Regions from separate parts of the Mus musculus genome. Here regions 2, 3, 4 and 5 are each linked to region 1. A link is a contact called in public promoter capture Hi-C data. All regions are on one chromosome and are shown on one strand. Each heading gives the region's core, a stretch centred on a gene start, on an enhancer-like site or on the middle of the called end of the contact. The rest is flanking DNA. Distances are from core to core; before and after follow the strand shown.

Region 1 (2,700 bases), core at 1-2,500:
TGAACTTGCACCATTAGTGTGTCATGAATTTAGTTGGCTATCTGAGTTTTCCTTTTTCTTTTCTTTTTTTTTTTTAATTTATGGTTTTGTTTATGTTTTTATAAAATTGACCAAGGACGCTGACTGCCTAGGCTTGCCTCTGGTGGATGGTTCAGGAGCTCCTAGTGCTGGTTGCAGGGGAAGAAAGTTTGAGCAGAGGTCAGGACTCCAGTTTCTCCTCCTTTCCAGCCATGCGTGGGAGTGACTCAGGTCCTCTCTGGGCCTCCAGTCTGGGGTTCTTAGTAACTACCACAAACTGGGTGTTTAAACTGGCTTCCAAATAAAGCCCTACCCAGATAAATGTTGATGCCTGGCAGCCCTGCAGTCTTCTTATGCCACCTAGAGCTCAGGACAGCATCTGCAGAGGAAGAGAGACCAGACAATCCCTCAGGAACCGAAGAGCATTTCTCTCCTTTGGGAAGTTCCTCATTTGTCCTGGATTCCCTGTTTCTGCTGTAAATAACTTGCCATTTTTATAGGAGAGGTGAATAGAGACCTTTGTATGCCAGAAGAGCCCCGAGAGATGATAAAAGCTGTAATAATTTACCCGTGACCCCAGGACTTCTGGTGAGGTGCCCTGCCCATTCTGGAATCCTGCCCATTCATCTCAGTACAGAAAAAAAAAAGACCTGCTTCCACTCGTGGAAATAAGTGTCCCTTGTCAGGCTTCCCAGATATGCAAGCCCCCAGGGCCAAGGACACCCCGATGATGTCCTGCTACCCCAGAGCCCACTAGACAGGAAGCTTCTAGAAGGGTCCGAGAGAAGAGAAAACTCTCAGACAGTTCCTGGTAGTCCCAGCCAGCTTTCTGTCCTGTGGTTGGAACTGCAAGGTCATACCTGTCTCGAAGCTATTTCCTCCCTCTCTCTCATATCAACAAGCCAGTGTCATGTGTGTGGCCTTTTCCTTACTTTCACGTAAACTGCTTCTGTCCAGGAAATTAACTTAGGGAAAAAAAGTGTTAGGAGCTATAGATTCAAAGGCACTTTACCTCTAGAGGCAAAATCACCCTCAGAGAGGCAAACATTGGCCCAGAATTACTTAGAGCAAACACTTAAAACACACTTCCCCTCCCTTACATGTTTTACAGTGAAGACAACTATGAAAAAAATAGGAAGGGGATATAACAAGAGTAAATACGGTAATCTGGTCATTGCTAGCTCGGGTGCTGGACTTGGGACTTGGGAGTGCCAACTGGGGCCCCTTACTACATTGGACCTGGGGTGTACTGTGGGCAAGAACAAGTATGGTTCCTATGCCTGTGGACAACATAGCCTAAGGTTAGCTGAGGGTGAGAATCGGGGATAGATACTGCTCTTTTGTCTACTTGGATGGTCAGCCTCTCCCTAGGGGCCTGACCTTGGCTCATAGGAAACACTGAGGACTTAAGCTGAGATCTCCATGTGCAGCCAGGTAGCCACGGCAGGTGTGCTGAGCTCTGGGCAGAACCATCGTTCCTGATTCTTCAAGGTGGACCCCAAGGGGGAAATCCAACAAAAGCAGTGGCCCCCAGACAGGTATGATCTTTCCTTCTTTCTCTTTCTAAGAGTCAGATGCCCTCTGCCTCTGAACAGAAGGCTGAGGGGGATACAAATGAGGTCGGAGGTCAGCAATGTGAAGGAGTATGGAGGACAATGACACCTTTTTCTCTCCTCTTCTCCTTCCTGGGTCAAACAAAGCATGAAGACAGTTGTGGAGCCAAGGTGCTCTGCTACCTGGCCTACACTTGTGTTGCCAGGAAGCATCACAACAGAAGCCTTGTGTATGTGACATCGGGCATTAGATAGGCAGCCGAGCCCCTTCTGTGACAGGGTTGGAGTCCCTGACCTAGGAAACACCGCTGCTGAAGACCATGAGAATCAGGAACTATTAGCACTGGCTCCCAGAGCTTGTCAGGTTAGTGCTGGCAGCCCCCGGGGACATAGACAGCGGCAGGATGGTCACGAGGCCTCACATTCTCATTAGCGGTGTCTCAGTACACACTATATCCGTGTACAGTGGTCGGCTTTAGACTCTGTTTGTCAGAGTCATTCCCGTTATGTTCAGTACCCTAGGTCCCATCTCTGCTCCATACAACAGCCCGAGGCGCAGGCTAGAGACATGGCTTTAAGGCTCCTCCACATCCAGGAGCTACCTTAGGAGATGCCTTCAAGGCCACCAAACCTTCCCTCTGTGCTTCAGGTGTGGCATTGTCCCTTGCACGTGCATGACTGTTTTTCATTGCTGCCGGGAAGGCAAAGGACCACCACACAGATGAAAAGTGGCTGAATTATCTACACTGAGAGGAATCCTTGGTCTCTAATGACTTGGCCAGAGTCTAAAGTATTCCAAGTAAGGCCTCTGAAGCCTGGCTTACCCTGTTCATTAATAGACTTTTTTGAATACACAAAAATACTTGCTTAAAAATGCTTTATTTATATAATAAATGTAATCTAAACTGGGATCACCAAGTTATAGCTCATGGGCCAAATCTGGCCCATCAGCTATTTTTTTTTTTAATCAATAAAGTCGTACTAAAACACAAAGTCGTGAGGCTGGTTTTGCCCCATAACAGCGGAAGCAAATGGTTCTACATAGAAGATGTCGCCGACTCGTCTACAGGCAATCTGCCTGATGCTAAATGACTGGGAAATAAACACAGTCGACCACTGCAAAGCCAAT
Region 2 (2,700 bases), core at 102-2,601, 510 kb after region 1:
ATCTGTGGTTGAGAAAAGTCTTACTACAAGATACTGGCAGACGGCTTTGTTCCTGAGGGGTGAAATTTAAGCCAGTGTGCATGCGTGTAGATGTGCAGATGTGTGTACATACATGTGTCCAGTTCTAACCTGTACAAGAACTTCTATTAGGAAGGACACAGACATTGCATGGCTAGCTCCTATTCATGACCAGAAGTCAGGGCAATTTACCTGGCTATCTACTAGGGCTTGGAGTCAGGACATGGCACCAAGCACACCAGTGGGCTGAAGCCTCCAGGCTAGCCTTGGCTTGCTTACAAAGGTCACTGGATCTCAGTGTTGATGACAAAGACAAAGACCAGTGCCTGATGCAGCCGACTGCCAGATCAGGGACAGGGGATGGAGGCAGGACGTTCATCAACACCTGTTCAGGAGCTCCTAGATCCTGGTCATGGGCCAGGCAACACGGTGAGAGATGAGAATGATTCCAAACACCATTTCCACACAGCTATTTTTGTAAGCCCTTTGCAATGCTACAGCTGAAGGAAAAGTCGGAAGAAAGTCGGTTTTCTCATGAAAATCATAGAGTTTGGATTGATCTTCATTTTGTCATTGCTGTTGTTGTTTGTAGATCCCTCCCTAAATCCCAGGGGGATCTGGGATATTCCAGCCCCCCCCCATCCCCACCCCAGTGCTGATGCACAGTTGCCAAATGACTCATATCTGTGGGGTAATCAGGACTTGGGATTGCAGAGCACAAAGGCACTTGAGGCACCGCACTTCGGAGTTCGATGATGCACTCAGTACCTAAGAGGGGGACCCAGGGGCCTCTTGCCTTTCTCCACACTGTTTTCTTGGTCCTTGGCCAGCCTCTCTTTCCCATGGCTCCCCACGGGTAGGAAACTGACGTAAGAGCTTAATCAAATATCCTACTTCTAAGTAAGAATATTTTGATGATCCAAATTGCGTGGACTTACAGGGATAGAGTTTACATTGCGGGTCTCTCCCACTCTTTTGAGGGGGATGAGGGGTTAGATGTTTGTCTCAGTCCACACTTGGGGTACCACTGGGCTATTCATCCCAACCTTGTCTGGCCCAAGATGAAGGGAGCTTGCTTGATGCTAGGACAGTAATCTCAGCCACGTGGCCAGCTGTAACTTCTCAGTTCAGAACCTCACAAAGCAGCCGAATCCTGGGCAGGCTCATAATTCACTCACTTGCTTCTTACGTGTGTGGGTACATGCTAGCCCCCCAAGACAACTCAGGGCTGACTTTGAGAAAAGCAGGAAATGAGTAAGGAAGGAACCAGAGTGAGCAGTGCTGAGGGAGTCAGGGCTGCAGAGCCCTGCAGGCTGCTGTGAAGGCGCGGTGCCAAGCAGCCTCTGCTGTCTAGACTTTAGCTGGCCTCTCCCAGTGCAGGAGAGAAGGAGGGAGGAGGGGAGCCAGGCGAGAAAGCCTGTAGCTCTTTGTTCAGCTAATGCAAACACAGGACACAACTTCCGACAGGCTCCAGGCTGGGGGCTGGCTCTATCTAAGACATTTCGTCCCAGGAGCTGGACTCCTGCTATAGGCCGAGGGAAGTTCCGTTAATCCATCCATCATGGGGAGCTGAGGATGATCGTATTAGTCCCTGAGAACTCACAGTTCCCCACCCAAATTGAAGTGAGTAATATCCAAGAGATGCACACTGTAGGGGTGAAGGACTATGTTTAAAAAAAAAAAAAAGATTTTCCAGTTGTGTTATTTTAGCTTGTTCATTAAAAAGAACTAGCTCTTGAAGGGGGCCTCAGGATTCTGATGAAACCAGTTGATTAAAATGTACAGACACAGAAACGGCAGCCACAGTCCAATAGGCTTATGACTCGGGGGTAATGTTAGCTTTGGGAAGCTTTGCTAATCTAAGCTGGTGGGGAAAAGGGCCTTTTCTTCTGAGTGGCAGGGGGGCCCTGTGGCAGGGCACACGCCTTTATGAGTGCAGTGCAGGGTGGGATTGGCCCAACTGACCCCCTCAGGCAGGCATCTGTGCACTACACGGCCATATTTAGCAATCAGATTGGAGTTTAGAGCCATTTTGCAGTTCGGTCTTACATAGTATGGAACAGTTGTGAATACGTTTCAAGGACACAGAAACTGCCTTAAAACATCTCCCGAGTCTCTGGCCATTAGCTGGCAATATTCCCAAATAATAACTGCAGTTCCGCACATGTCAGAGAGGCAGCTGGGGCTGGATTCAAGTGGAGATCATGTGGCTGGAGCAGGCGAGGCTGCAGGATCAGGTCAGGTACTAGAGCCATTTAGCACTGATGTGCCTTGAATAGTTAGTGACTAGGACTGTACAGTGCTGGAGCCATACTACAGGCAACATTCATTGTTGGTGTGTTTTCAGAGTCTGGCTTCTGGAAATCAGACCCAAGGGCACAAACCACTGAGCTTTGACTTGGGGATATCAAACCCTGGGTTTTACATCCTGGCTCTACCATTGGTTAGGTAGCTGATACAGGGTAACTGAATGGTTTCTTCATGGGTAAAATGAGCCTTATAATAGTTACTTGTCACTTTTTGAGGATTAAATAGAAGCTCTCTTTTCTGCCTATGCTACACTGTAGGTCCCTTTCCAAGTTCAGCCGCAGGCTACTTCCTCTGACAGACTTTCCTGGACCTCTGCACAGGGTAGATTCTCAGCCATGATCCACTGTTTCTCACACTGGACAGTTCTGAGGC
Region 3 (2,700 bases), core at 191-2,690, 380 kb after region 1:
ATTCTTCCACTCTCTAGGACAGAAGTTGCTTTTAGCTATTTGCCCTCCTGGTCTCTGCTGAAGGACATTCCTGTTTTCCCAAGACTGGGCTTCTCTATTCCCAAGTTTCCATAAAGGCTTTGCCTCTGACCAGACCAACTCTAGGGAACAGAGAGAAGCTAAAGCTGGGGGCAATGATAGAGAAGCAGAAAGAATATGCCAGATACAGTGGTGGTCCTGCAGGGGAATCACACAGACAAAATGGGACCAGGGAGCCCCCTCTCTTTCTGAGAGAGTCCCAACTCAAGCCAGCCTGCCAAGGCACTTTATATCCCAGAGTCAAAGTGTCTACAGCCCCCAGACAAGTGATTCCCTCCTCATTTATCTGGATACACCCATTTGTTCCTTCTGCAGCAGTTAAAACTACAAACTTGGAAGCCTGGCTGGTGTTCCAACTCCTGGGAGAATCCAGCTATTGGTGGAGAAAAGGTGTTTCTCCCCCACCCTCTTTGGCGGCCTTGCTGCTTAATTAACACACCAACAAATATGGTGGTTTTAAACTCCCATCTGAAAACTCTTCTTTTTCAATGAAGTATTCACACTCTTAGCATCTCCCTCCACAGCTTGTTTAAGGAATACACTGGGAAAACAGGTTTATCAGAGGTACCTAGTTCTCATGCATCCAGAAAATAAACAAATGGGTAGAGTGGCTACACCGTCTTCCCTACACAGTTTAATCTCGAAATGTTAACAGGTAACAGAAAGCATTAAGGAAGTAGCACGTGATGCCCAACTTTCTAAGTGGAAGCCTCTACAACACGCTTGGAAACTGCTGCTGGTCAGATCCAAGGATGCTCAGGAGCCTGGGTCACTCCTCCAGTGCCCAGGAACAAAGCCTCCACACAGAACATAGGCGGTGTAGTAAAACTTTCTTCTCAGACTTCAGAGAGGGGGTGGGGGAACGTCAGCTCACCACCCTGCCCTCGGGGTGAGCTTGCACCTGCAGGGTAGATTTGGGGTCACGCTTGGAAATCACCCGAGTGTGGGAAATAGTTCTGAGATCTCCTTTTTGAGCACTTTGTTGCTTATTCAATAAAATAGAGAAGTCACACTGGGTTCACTCTCCCCTCCCCTTTTTCCTCCCAAATTATCAACGCCATCCCTGATGCGTGGCCACGCGCTCTTCCCTACTTTTTGGACTTCTTAAATCATTTCTGAATATCCTGCTCAGGTTTTGAATAGGAGAAGGGACTCCTGCCCTCTCCATTTCTTACTGGAGGTGTCTGTGTCCATAGGGAGGTCCTACAAAATCTGGGGTCTTCAAGGGCGCACTGTGCTCACCTTGCGGGGTCCCCGTCCGCAGAGATGCGCCGAGCCCGCGGCCGGGATTGGGACGCGCGTGCTCTTCCGGTCTCTGGTGGGCTCTCGGGTTTGGAAGGTGGCGGGAGGGACGCGGACCGCGCCCATCGCCTCGTAGACAGCCGGAGTGGCGGCTGTGCGGTGTGCGCGGTGCCCTGCGGGTCGCCTCCTCCTCTGTCTGACCGCCGTCCCTCCTCTGGCGCCACCCCGCGCCGCGACCGGACCCTGCGCTCGGCTGCAGGCCTCTCTACTCCGGAGTCCCTTTACTCCCGCATCCTCCACTCCTCCAAAGACGTCCACTCCTGTTTGAGCGGTTCTCTGGGCGACTTCCTGCTGCTGTGCTCAAAGAGCCGCTTGCAGCGCCGGTCTGAGGAGCCCTGTAGCCCGAGGATGCTCAGACCTCCGGAGCAGGTCCTGTGCCTGGTTCCTCAGTCTCAGATCCCGGTTTCTGGTTTTTTGTTTGTTTGTTTGTTTGTTTGTTTGTTTGTTTTGTTTTGCTTTGTTTTTGTTTTGTTTTGATACGGGGGGAGGTTATCCATTAGCTTTCCCTTGGCCTTTTGCATTTCTCCTTCCCTCTTCTTTTTCTTACTCCCCGCCTTTCCCTCTCATCTCTTCTTTTTCCTCATTCTTCATTTTTTATTTGGGCATTTTTTGATTCTTTACATTGAGCTTGTGTTTATTTTAGAAAGACAAGAATGTTGCTTATAATAGGAATGCGTGTGTGTGTGTCTGTGTGTCTGTGTGTGTGTGCATGTGTTTTCCCGTGACAAGGTTTCTCTGTGTAACAGCCCTGGCTGGCCTGGAATTCACTTTGGAGACCAGGCTGGCCTCGAACTCACAGAGTTCGACTGCCTCTGCCGCTGGAGGGCTGGGATTAAAGGCTTGCATTTCAAACACCACATTTTGACCACATATTTTAGGGACAGGAGGGGAGGGGGAACCGAGTAGGACTTCAGGGTTCAGATCACACATGGTAAGGAGGATTGGCTTTAAAATTTTTTAACCCCTCCCTCACTATTTCACCCAAAGGCTTCTTTTCACAGGAAAATACTTCATTGGAGAGGAAAATATGGGGAAAGAAATGAAGCAAACGTTTTATTCAGGACAATGCGTGTTTCTCACATCTTGTCCTGAATGTGAGACACTGAGCAAAATGTGAGTTTCTGTTCTGTGCAGTTAGATGCTGTCATTGGGGAGGCCCCCTTTGATTCTCCACTTTTGGGGTTACTCAGTTTAAAAGCCCAGGACAGGGATGTTGGAACAATGCCTCATGTGGTAGAGCAATCACTCTGGAAGCGTGAGGACCTGCTGGGGTTCCCCAACAAAAGCCTCTGCCTGTAATCTCAAGGCTGGAGGCAGCGA
Region 4 (2,700 bases), core at 139-2,638, 350 kb after region 1:
TTATCTATTTATTTAGTTTTTTAAAAAAAGATTTATTTATTTATTATATGTAAGTACACTGTAACTGTCTTCAGGTAGCCGAGAAGAGGGCATCAGATCTCATTACAGATGGTTGTGAGCTAGGATTTGAACTCAGGACCTTCGGAAGAGCAGTCAGTGCTCTTAACCTGTGAGCCATCTCTTCAGCCCCCATATTTATTTAGTTTTTAAATTTAATTAAACATTTATTTTTACTTATTCACTTTACATCCTGCTCACTCCCGGTCACCCTCTCCCACAATCCTTCCCCCACCCCCTCCCCTCTTCTCTGAGCAGGTGGTCCCCTCCCCTGGATATCTTCCCCACCCGGAAACTTCAAGTCTCTTTGAGACTAGGTGCTTTCTGTCCCATTGAGGCCAGACATGGCAGCCCAGCCAGAAGAACGTATCCCACATATAGGCCAGAGCTTTGGGATAGCCCCTGTTCCAGTTGTTCAGGACCCACATGAAGAACAAGCTGCACATAGACAACATTTGTGTGGGGAGGCCTAAGTCCAGCCCATGCATGTTTTTTGGTTGGTAGTTCAGTCTCTGAGAGCCCTGGGGGTCCAGGTTAGTTGACTCTATTGGTCTTCCAGTGGAGTTCCTATCCCCTCTGTGTACTGGCTTTTAAATTGTCAGAATCACGGAGCTGCCATGGGTTAGTTGGGTTCTAGGGAGAGGGGCTGAGTGACCCACTGAGGAGAGATTATTACGCTCAGAAAATATTCATAATATGAATACTGTGATCAGAAGAGAAGCCAAGACAGACACCTGCAGTCTCAGTGCTTGGAAGGCCGAGGTGGGCGTGTAGGAGTTGGCCAGCCTGGCTACAAAGCAAGATGTGCAGAAGAGAGGGAGGGGAGGAGAGAGAAGTGGATGGGGCATGTGGTCCACGGGTCACAGACTGGACATGCCTGAGTCTTATCCCTACATTTGAAAACAAACCCATCTTTTAATAGAAAAGATAGATTTGGGGTTAGTCACAGGAATGTAAGAGGTTGCCATTTCTGCTTTGTGTTTTTGAAAGCACCTAGTATAGCATCTGTGTGTGTGAGTGTGTGTGAGTGTGTATGTGTGTGTGAGAGTGTGTGTGAGTGTGTGTGTGTGAGTGTGTGTGTGTGAGTGTGTGTGTGAGTGTGTGTGTGTGAGTGTGTGTGAGTGTGTGTGTGTGTGTGTGTGTGTGAAACTTGGACAAATATTAGATGCTACTAATCAATAGTCACTGAACACTAGACCCATGGTTAAAGCAGAACAATTGTGACAGGTGCTGAGTGCCGTCTTTGGAGTCTGTACTTAGACATAAACAATACAGCACCAGGTGTTGCCCTGTCACTGGACTCTACCATATTCTTGAATTATTTACCAGCTTCATGACAGAGCAATCACGAGAAAATTAGAGTCCGCTGTCTCCCATCCAGCATTTGAATTCTTGTGCTGTCTGGACAGATGACTGAATATTAAATTACGAAGCAAACAAGGCATGGCTATTCGTATCCTAATTTTGTTGGAATTCCAACAGAAAGGGTCTTTCTCTCTTTTTTTCTAGCCACACCCTACTTTCCTACTGAGTATTCTAGCAATGAGCAATGTGAGGAGTCACAGAGCAAACTACACTATGGTAGTCTGGAAGGACGTGTGTTTTTACATTGTCTTCTCCATCTTAGTGGTAAACCAAAGACCTATTTTTGGCTTGATAATGCTTTGTTGTCTGGACCATCTTTTGAAGAGAGGATGTTTGGCAGCATGCCTGGCCCTCTCCTAACAGTTTCAACAACTGCCAGTCACTGCCAACTGTGCCCAGTATGTGCCAAATTGAGACTCCCTGGCGTCATGAGAATTTTGGTCCCTTTAAAAGCACAGAAATGTTAAGGGACTATGTTTTTGTTTTAATCCCAGGTGTGGGGTTGCTTTAGACTGTCCACAGCAGCTGACTATGATTTGTCTCATGCTCGGGCAGGGATGTTATTTTGCCAGCTGAAAATAGTTTACATTTGGCATTCTGGGGACGCTTCAGAGGGTATACAAATGCTGCTGCCCTTCCTTCTTCTGCTATAGCTGATTGCTGGTTGGAGGTATCCTGGTGATGAAGATCACACTTGCCCCAAGGACTTCCTTAATCAACAGGAAGCAGTCTAACAAGATCAACACCTTCTTTCCCCTCTAACCTTCTTGCTCTCCTACCTAGGGTTGGAGGGTTGGAAGGTTGGAGAAGGGTGCTAGGAAGAAGAAACCAATAAATTAGCCAAAAGTCTGGTCACACCCTGGTAAAGACACAGGATACATCACTTACTCAAAGTTGACCCTGAGAAACACTGCTTTGGGAACCAAGTCTTGAGAAACCCTTTGGTCCATGAATATCCAGCGCGCGAACCCTATATATTATGATATTAGATTTCCATATGGGACAGGCATACAGTCCCAAAGATAGCACTTAGCCACAGAAATTCACAAATGAACAATCACAAGTGCATCTCTCCATGTTGACACACTCCTAAGCTAAGTTCTGAAAGGGAGAAGGGCTCAGCCATTGAGAACTGCTGAAGACCTCGGTGTTGACTGACTGGGTCAGGGCGGGGGCAGTCAGAGAGGGCAATGGAGAGGAATCAGATCATCAGACAGAGTTAGAACCAAGGCTCAAAGAGTAAAGTCCGCCAAGCCCTTTGTAAAGCAAACCCACCCC
Region 5 (2,700 bases), core at 186-2,685, 450 kb before region 1:
CCAGGGCCAAGAAGTGGGAGTTGAGTGGGTGGGTGGGGGTGGGGGGTAATAGGGGACTTTGGGGATAGCATTTGAAATGTAAATGAAGAAAATATGCAATAAAAAAGAAAAATCCTAAAGAAAAATGTCAAAATCATTATTACTGTTAAGAAAAAAGAAAAGAAAAGAAAAGAAAAGAAAAGAGAAAAGAGAAAAGAGAAGAGAAGAGAAGAGAAGAGAAAAGAAAAAAGAAAAGAAAAGAAAAGAAAAGAAAAGAAAAGAAAAGAAAAGAAAAGAAAAGAAAAGAAAAGACCATCAACAACGCAGTGTTTCCTTCCCAGGAGGTGCATTCCTCCACGCTCTGGCATGGGGGGGGGGGCGGGGGGGGAGCGGGGCCGGCAGCCTTCAACTCTATCTTGAATTTCACTTTCTCAAACTGAATCATATCTGACATTCCTTGAGTTTCATATATCCTCTGAAGATTCATTACACACACACACACACACACACACACACACACACCAGTTAATGAATTTTTTTAAATGAGACCGAGAGACCTTTTTTCAACTCTCAAATTACCACCTTCTGTCTGCTCTTTCATTACCAAACCACTGGGGAGATCAGCCCGCGCCCGGAGCACCCCCACATCCTCCTGCCTCCTGGCTCACTTCTGAACACTTTGCAACCCACAGGCACCAGACTTGGCTAATACCCTCCTAAGGTTACCTCCCCGCAAAGGCCTTCTCTAGATACTTCTCTCCCACACCCTTCAGCACCCGAACTCCTAACCAATCGCCCTTATCTAAGGGAAACCAGAAGATCCAGTGATGCAGATCCACAGACCCTGGAGGGAACAGGTGCCCGACCTACACACAGCAGGTGGGTCTCAAGCCCTTCAAACCCCATGTGAGTGCCCCTGGCTTGGCCGAAGGTATCTCGGGCCCTTTCAGGCATGGAAGTACAGATCAGATGAGCTGTTTCCCCAGGTGAAAGGCTGTCTGACCCTGACCGAGAAGGATGGGCCTTTTCCAGGTAGAGGCGCCGGGAGACGCAAGCACCCGGACGCGGGACGCGGCCGGATGCACCCTGCATCTCCCCGCTGCGCGCAACATCTCCCCAGCTCTGAGCTCTGGGGCGCCGGCACGGGAGCCGGAGCCCCGCCAAGGTGGGCCTCTGCAGGCCCCCAGCTCGCCCGCCGCTCGCTCGGCCGGCAGGACAGCAGCGCCGAGGCCTGAGCGCGCAGGCTCCGCGTCCGCCCGGCACCATCCCGTGGACCCACCCGGCTCACAGCCCGACGATGGCCGCTCGGAGCGCGCAGCAGCGGAGCTCGGGCCCGGCGTACTCACCCCGGACGCGGCCACCGGGAGGCCGCCCGGGGAAGGGGAGGTGGTGAGGAGCAGCCCCGGGGATCGCGCTCGTGGACCGCCTGCGCCGCCGGGAGGCGGCTCTGCAGCCCCGGCTCCGCCTCGCGCGCAGCGCCATCGAGGGGGCGGGTCTGCCCGGTTCTCTCAAGACCTGGTGCAGCCTCCCTCCGGCCAATCCCACCACGCGCTGCGGGAGCTTGAGAATTAAAAGGGGTGCACACCGTAGTCTTTAGATCACAAACCGTACTGAGGATAACTAGTTAGGCTCCGGGCGCTTCTCAGATTCCATCCCCGGGGACATCACCGGAACCTGGAAAAGAGATCATATCCCAGTGCTTTACAGAGCAGGAAAGTGACGCTTTGGACTTACAGGAATGTGCAACCTTTTGACTTCTCTGGGCAACATTAAATGAAGGGTGGCTTCAGGCCACATCATAGAATCCAGAAGTCTACAGTTACATGTTTATTTTGCGTGACACTACCAGGCGACATTGTCATTTATAAAGTTCATGTTTGAGAACCCTGAAATCGAGCACACAAACACACACACACACACACACACACACACACAAAACCACTTCAGCCTTCATAGTAGTTTAAGTAAGTTTACAGTTTGTGTTGGGTTGATTTTATAGCCATCCTGGGGCAAGGGTTAGACACATCCTCAAGAAAGTCTAAAGTCCTGATAGGTTATAGCCTGCTCAGCCATGCATTGTACCAAATTAAAGACCAAATGATATTATGCGAATCATAATATTTCAAATATAATCATAATAATCAAATTAGGCTAAAATTGATAGAAAACTAATGGTGAGGTCTTCATAGGCGCACAACAGTCTGCATGCTGCCAGCTCTCTCTGAGAAGCTACATGAAAATCACCTGATCCATCGCAAGTGAAGCAAGGGTGCTCAGCCTGTGGGTCGCGACCCCCGTGTGGAGTTGCATATTTGATATTTATAGTTCGTAACAGTAGCAGAATTACAGCTATGAAGCAACAAGGAAATAACTTTATGGTTGGTGGTTACCACGACATGAGGAACTGTATTAAAGGGCGGCAACATTAGGAAGGGTGAAAAGCGCTGCTCTAAAAAGGAGCAAACTGAATCAGTCCTGAGGTACTGGGCTTTAAACAGGCCTAGGACCATTTTGATGCCACTTATCTGTGTCACCACTGTGATGGAATTTGGAGCCTGTAGTCCGAGCCTCCTGCATCATGCTGACCCCTCTGAAGAGCACTGGGAGGTGCTGAGACTACTATACCCTGGCAGAAGAAACACTGAAATCTCTCAGTAGAAGACTGGTCTCCCTTCTGTCCCATGGAGTTCAAACAGATACAAGTTAACAATTTTAAAATGT

The links. Promoter capture Hi-C pulls out the DNA fragments that hold promoters and counts their contacts.
Region 2: a contact with region 1 is called in a promoter capture Hi-C map of hematopoietic stem and progenitor cells, with 2.7 times the contacts expected there. The contact joins the enhancer-like site here to the promoter of Nr1i2 in region 1. A contact is called at or near these places in 6 of 39 promoter capture datasets (erythroid cells, hematopoietic stem and progenitor cells, hippocampal neurons and 2 more).
Region 3: a contact with region 1 is called in a promoter capture Hi-C map of embryonic stem cells, with 3 times the contacts expected there. The contact joins the promoter of Gpr156 here to the promoter of Nr1i2 in region 1. A contact is called at or near these places in 17 of 39 promoter capture datasets (the 3T3-L1 cell line, 3T3-L1-derived adipocytes, the C10 cell line and 7 more), 2 of 115 datasets of contacts at active chromatin or transcription factors (both in embryonic stem cells) and 2 of 9 other capture datasets (embryonic stem cells and macrophages).
Region 4: a promoter capture Hi-C map of neural stem cells shows a contact between it and region 1. The contact joins the enhancer-like site here to the promoter of Nr1i2 in region 1. A contact is called at or near these places in 7 of 39 promoter capture datasets (the C10 cell line, cranial neural crest, embryonic stem cells and 3 more), 1 of 115 datasets of contacts at active chromatin or transcription factors (embryonic stem cells) and 3 of 9 other capture datasets (embryonic stem cells, liver and pancreatic islet).
Region 5: a promoter capture Hi-C map of the HPC-7 cell line shows a contact between it and region 1, with 2.2 times the contacts expected there. The contact joins the promoter of B4galt4 here to the promoter of Nr1i2 in region 1. A contact is called at or near these places in 5 of 39 promoter capture datasets (the 3T3-L1 cell line, the HPC-7 cell line, HPC-7-derived erythroid cells and 2 more).

Annotation. Positions count from the first base shown.
Region 1 is chr16:38,293,374-38,296,073 of GRCm38.p6, reverse strand. Nr1i2 (nuclear receptor subfamily 1, group I, member 2) reads left to right here and starts at 1,250. Exons shown (of 9, transcript NM_010936.3): 1 at 1,250-1,556.
Region 2 is chr16:37,787,267-37,789,966 of GRCm38.p6, reverse strand. The region is part of intron 2 of Fstl1 (follistatin-like 1); the gene reads right to left. Among named protein-coding and RNA genes, the nearest start is that of Fstl1, 12 kb to the right of the region's middle. Within about 2 kb of position 1,351, at least 194 of the 459 cell types and tissues checked have an H3K27ac peak or open chromatin away from gene starts, as enhancers often do. A contact at or near this core is called in hematopoietic stem and progenitor cells and hippocampal neurons, where this site is marked.
Region 3 is chr16:37,915,236-37,917,935 of GRCm38.p6, reverse strand. It overlaps Gpr156 (G protein-coupled receptor 156), which reads right to left and starts at 1,440. Exons shown (of 10, transcript NM_153394.2): 1 at 1,321-1,440.
Region 4 is chr16:37,944,324-37,947,023 of GRCm38.p6, reverse strand. The region is part of intron 1 of Gpr156 (G protein-coupled receptor 156); the gene reads right to left. Among named protein-coding and RNA genes, the nearest start is that of Gpr156, 29 kb to the right of the region's middle. Within about 2 kb of position 1,388, at least 21 of the 459 cell types and tissues checked have an H3K27ac peak or open chromatin away from gene starts, as enhancers often do. A contact at or near this core is called in neural stem cells, where this site is marked.
Region 5 is chr16:38,740,994-38,743,693 of GRCm38.p6, reverse strand. B4galt4 (UDP-Gal:betaGlcNAc beta 1,4-galactosyltransferase, polypeptide 4) reads right to left here and starts at 1,435. Exons shown (of 7, transcript NM_019804.4): 1 at 1,326-1,435.